2 separate regions of the Mus musculus genome follow, and region 1 is linked to region 2. Evidence: chromatin contacts called from public Hi-C data. All regions are on one chromosome and are shown on one strand. Each heading gives the region's core, a stretch centred on a gene start, on an enhancer-like site or on the middle of the called end of the contact. The rest is flanking DNA. Distances are from core to core; before and after follow the strand shown. Region 1 overlaps Ptprm (protein tyrosine phosphatase, receptor type, M). Region 2 overlaps Ptprm (protein tyrosine phosphatase, receptor type, M).

The links. A called contact is a pair of places that touch in the nucleus more often than the background predicts.
Region 1: a contact with region 2 is called in a Hi-C map of cerebellum, with 1.6 times the contacts expected there. The contact joins two enhancer-like sites. A contact is called at or near these places in 6 of 484 Hi-C or Micro-C datasets (cerebellar granule neurons, cerebellum, cortical neurons and 2 more), 1 of 115 datasets of contacts at active chromatin or transcription factors (astrocytes) and 1 of 9 other capture datasets (embryonic stem cells).

Annotation. Positions count from the first base shown.
Region 1 is chr17:67,070,102-67,072,801 of GRCm38.p6, reverse strand. All of the region lies in intron 4 of Ptprm (protein tyrosine phosphatase, receptor type, M), which reads left to right. Among named protein-coding and RNA genes, the nearest start is that of Mir5709, 45 kb to the right of the region's middle. Within about 2 kb of position 1,356, at least 25 of the 459 cell types and tissues checked have an H3K27ac peak or open chromatin away from gene starts, as enhancers often do. A contact at or near this core is called in cerebellum and neural progenitor cells, where this site is marked.
Region 2 is chr17:66,685,917-66,688,637 of GRCm38.p6, reverse strand. Ptprm (protein tyrosine phosphatase, receptor type, M) reads left to right here. Exons shown (of 31, transcript NM_008984.2): 27 at 256-387. Among named protein-coding and RNA genes, the nearest start is that of 1700016K05Rik, 27 kb to the left of the region's middle. Within about 2 kb of position 1,302, at least 24 of the 459 cell types and tissues checked have an H3K27ac peak or open chromatin away from gene starts, as enhancers often do. A contact at or near this core is called in cerebellum and neural progenitor cells, where this site is marked.

The sequences.
Region 1 (2,700 bases), core at 107-2,606, 380 kb before region 2:
CCTGTGGAATATAAGCCGTAATTGGCTTTGATGATAGCTCTTCAGTTGTTATTTCTTCCCAGAGTCTGTAAGTTTATGGGGGAAAACATGCAAATAAAAGTACTAAGGACAACGTCCTTTGGTTTGATATTAAAATTGGAAAGCTTTACAGGTAAAGCGATCTCTCATCAAGGTTGCTAAATAATAATCAATTGTTTTTTTTGAAATTTTGATGGTTGTTAAATGTAGATTCTCAAATGAGTGTAAATTCCCCACATGTAAACGAAGTTTTCCACAGGGATAGAGTTGCTGAGTCTTGCTGACTTCACTCTGAGTGCTCCTGCTTGGACTCACATGGGTTTATGAGCCGCCGTTACATAGTTACAGCAGTTTCTCAACGGTAGTTGTTCTCCATAGATGGATGCAGTTGCTCATAAAAATTGATGCTAATGTAGGGATAGAAGGATGCAGGATCAGCCTGGAAGGTAGAAATGATTGTATGAAGTCAAGCAGCTGTCAGCTTGAGGCCCCTTCTAATAGACATAGATAATTCTTGATTTTGGTCTGCACACTAAAAATACATCTTGAATTTGGGTCAGGTATCCCAGCAGGAAAACCTGAGCATGTCATCGTTTCCGTGGATGCCTTCTCTGTTCAAAAACATTGTGAGCAGCGCATCTGCTAGTATCATGCTGGACCTCACTCGGTGTGGCCAGTTCTCACTGTATGGATTAGGCTGTCCTTGAACTCACCATTCTTAGACTTCAGGACTCCCAGTGCCAACTTGATGGGCGTGTGCACCAGCCAGATCTCTTTGGGCATTGCCATTATCACCTTGCATATGTTTATGTATTATAAACAATAACTATCTCAACAGACTTATTGAGATGTAATTTGCATGCCCTCCAAATGTTATGTGTTCATCCCCACTGCAGCTGAAGTTGTGTGATAGATTATAGTCAAAACACATAGACACTGACAGTATTGCATAAGCCTACCTCTAGTCTGTGAACATAAGGTGTATATGAAATACAAATGAATTTCATACTCACACTTCAACCCCATCTCCAAGGTGCCGCTTGCATGTGTGCAAACACTAAAAATCTGACTATTCGAAATCTGAAAACACTTTGGTCTCAGCATTTCAAAGAAGAGATCCTTAACCTACATTATTATGATTAAGTATCCATTTTGATAACCACTCTTGAATTATTTACTGGGAAACAGTAAATCCAAATAATTAAACCGATGCATTTCTTAGATTCTGGGGAGTTCATTTGTGACCATTTTAAAATTCAGAGCATGCTTGCCAAGTACGGCCTTTGCCAGTGTTTACTGGGCAGTCCTGGCTGCTCTGTTGGCAGTGCCTCCTTGATTGTGATGACAGCCAGGAGAGAGGCCCGCTCTCGGGTTATTCTGGCTGTCGGGCACACTGGGCACATGTCTAGTTCACTTCAGCCTTTGCCATCACATTAAGATGTAAGTGTAAATAAGAGGGCTGGGGCTTTCTCCTCTTCTGCCCCCCTTCAGTTGGCACTTTGATCTTGCCAATTACTCCTTTCTGGGTCTGTGGCTGGGATGTTGATGCAGGCTTTGAAGAATCAATAGGAATGAGACATCCAGAGGGGATTTGTGTCTTGGTCAATGAGAACCCATGCCTTTGGGATCAAAGGCTGATTGGGGATCAATTAATATTTGAGAACTTTGCTCTCCGTACAAAGCAATGGGGATGTAGCAGGAAGGAGGGAAAGGCAAAACCTGAACTTAGCCTGCTTGTTATTCATGGAAGACAGAGTTTGTAGCTCCTACAGATTTCACAAGGATCTGGTGGAACATTTTGAAAGGGACACGGAAAATAAATGGGCCTATAAATTTAGAGAGGGGGGGAAGTGTTTCTTTTTGAATATGAGATGGGTAAGAATTTCCACTCTGAAGGTGCTGTGCCTGAAATTCCAATGAGTTTGGCAAAGCCGGGCCTTCCCGCTCAGCGTGAGTTCTAAACTTTGCTGGCCAGAGAGACTTTTTTTTTTCTTGAGCCCTTTCCCACTTTCCAAGGATAGGTCAGTTATTTTAAATGGTACAGTTTTTTGTTTTGTTTTGTTTTGTTTTATTTTGTTTTATTTTGTTTTTTTTTGAGGGCTCAGTACACAGAATGCCTGACCTGAATCATCTTTTAAAATCTCCACCCCACTCCTTTAAACAAGTGTTTGAAAAAGATAAGATCGATATTATACAAAGAAAACGTTCCACAAAGACTTCTGGATAAGGTCTTTCCCTTTATTTAGAGGTGCTGGTGTCTGAACATGCCACATCAAAATAGGAACCACAGTGTGGGATCCACCTGAAGCCACTTGCCCACTGAAAATGGTTCTCGGTTCAGGACCTAGAGGGTAGGGGACCTTCTGAAACTCGGGGACATTATCTCCCCTTGGTATCTATTGAAAACCAAGCTTACAACAAAAGCAGAGACTTACTGTAGGAAGCTGACCTTGGAAGTGGAATGTCACCACCTTTGGTCCTCACCATCCTGGTGGATGAGTTTCTTTCCTGCATCCAGAACTGTTATCTTTCCTTTGAAGTTATGACTTCACCTGGTTCCCACTTGAGCTATAGCTTTTGCTTAACTAGCCAGATGCCACCCCATAACCTCTGGCAGCCTGAACCATCTGTACTATTTCATGGATTAAAGGCAGTTGGTTATCTGAGGGGAAGACTCTGTCC
Region 2 (2,721 bases), core at 53-2,552:
CCGTCAGAAGTATAAAACAAAATGGTAAGAAATAAATGTGAAGTTCCCATGATATCAAAGTGAGAATGATTCATCATAGTTTCACAGAAAAGTTTATTTTTAGTCCATTTTGGAGTTGACAAGGATGATAGAGCCAAACAAGTACTAAACACATCGGATGCGTTTTGCCGCACATCTCCACATGCACAAAATATCTCCACTGCCTCCCCTCACGTTGTGCTGTTTATATCTGGATCTTTCTCTTCGTGTCTGCAGAGCTATAAACAGCCTTCAGCATTTATAGTCACCCAGCATCCTTTGCCAAACACCGTCAAAGACTTCTGGCGACTGGTCTTGGATTACCACTGCACATCCGTAGTTATGCTGAACGATGTGGATCCTGCCCAGGTGAGTCCAGGGACTCCTTCAGGCAGACCTCAAGTCAGAGAGTCAAGTCTGCTTGTGCTTTGTTTGTATAAGATGTGCAAGCCCCACGGCCCGTGCCCATGGCCCGGCAAAGATTTGGAAACACAAGGGTTTACAAATAAGCATTAGAGCTGTAGAAGACAGTCGGTGAGAAGCAAGCAGACAGACTGAAAGCATAGGATACTGGAAGAAGAAAGACAGGGGCACAGATGGGGACCACACATTGCACAGCTAAAAAGAGCGAGCCAACCAGCGGAGATGGGACAGGCCTGGATCTCATGTTTTTAGGCACCTGTGCTTCTTGGAAGTGCTCAGCTGGGGCCTGCAAGAGGGAGGCAACATGGTGGCCAGATAGTGAAGGTTTAAAGACCGGCAGCAATCATAAAAGAAGCAACCCTGGGAACTGGATGTAAACTCAGCAGCTCAGGGAGGTTCTCAGGTGGCCCCTCCCACAGTGAGGAGGAGGCAGAAAGCCACACTACTGAGCTGGGTGACAGAATTTTCTTGGAGGGGTCAGGAGAGTCCCAAGGCCCTTTGGGAGCAGAATCGATTCTCAGCACAGGCTTCGCTGCCATGACAGAGGGCCTTAGGGAAACCTCAAGCTTAGTGCATATTAAGAGTGAACTTATTTGAACACCAAATTCGTTTTTCTATCCAGTAGAGAAACTGCTGTTTTAGATAGGGCAGGGGTGCTGGTGGAGGCTCCTGGAGTATTTCAGCATGTAAACAGGACAAGATGTCTCCTTCCCAAAACGTGGCCTGATGCTGCTAATGCTCCGTATGCGGCTAGGGTTTTTAATTACATTGAAGGCACCGTATTATGTGACTGAGGCTCTCACTTGAAAGCTAGCTGATGAAATAATAATGACAGCCCTTGTTCTTCTCCACTCCTTTTGGCTTCGTGTCAACGTTTTAGAATTCTTCCTCCCTCCTCCCCACTCGCAGAACAGATTGTCACTGTCTGTGAAAGCCCCGCCAGTTTCAAATGGAACCAAACCTGTCATTCTAAGTTCTAGGCCACAGTCAGGTTTCACCAATCTAAGAGCCAGACACAGGCTAGGAGAAGTGTACCCCGTTCCTGATGGGACGTGCATATGGATAAACTACGGGTGACCAAGATGTCACGGACTCCGGGGTGCTCCCTGAGCATCCGTGTCTGAATGCCAAAGCCAAATTCTAAAGCAAACCGTCTGGACTCAAACCAAGTCTTAGCTGACTGGCAGACGGAGAGACAAAGAGACTCCCAATTCTATTCAGCAGATAGAGCTGATTTCCAGAGCGGGGCTAGAAAGGCTTCTGGGACTCTTGTCTTTTAGCAAACGCTAAACTGGAAGCTGGAACTCCGGAGCGTCATAAGCGTCCGAAGCTCCCACTCGACTGTTTTAAGTATTTATCGGACCAGCTCATGGATGTGTTATGCACCATTTAAGCCATTTTCTACATGGTTTCCTCAGGCAGAATGTAGGACACAGTGTGCCAAGAGCTAGATGCCAGCCCGGGCCATTCATATTTCTGCAGTGTAAATGACAAGCATTTGATCAGTTGCTTGAACTGGGAAAAATATCAACAGAGAGCAAAGCCTGCTCTGTCCACTGAGGAATGGGCAGAACAGTTTAAAAGTGTTTGTTATGGCTTTTACTGCCATCTCAGCTCTTGGTCATCATGCCTGTGTGAACAGTGGGCACCCTTGGGAATCAAAAGGGAAATAAACATCTACATACCATTGTTTGACAAGGCAAGTTTAATAACCTGTCGCTAGGAAATGCTGGTGAGGAAGAAAAAAAATCCCATGGAAGCATTATTCAAAAATAAATAAATAAATAAATAAATGTAATTTCTAAATCCAGCAGGCGTAGCTAATGTAAAGAATAGTCTCGGCTACCCTACTTACCCTCTTAATCTTTAACAAGGATTAAAGATTTATCATGGATAAAGAGGGAGAAAAAAGAGGATATTTTTCACTGTTAACCGAGAATTTATCTTGTGATCTTGAATATATAAATCACATTTTACCACGTGACAGTGACAATTTAGGTCATTTCAAAAGTCAACGTCATCAAAAGAGAAATCTGACCCTCCCATGAATCCTCTTTTTAATGGAACATCAATTAGCTTTAACAGAATGTGTTGATACACCCAGCATTTGCCAGTTATCCGGAATTAACATGTTCCAGCAATCCCTTGGAAGAGCATGAGTCTTTCCAGGTACTCATGTTTGCCTAAGTGTCATCATTATAGTGGAGTCTGGAGTCATCTTCTTGGGGCCTAGACACATATTCCTTTTAGCATGAGTGAGACCTTGCAAAGGGATTCCAT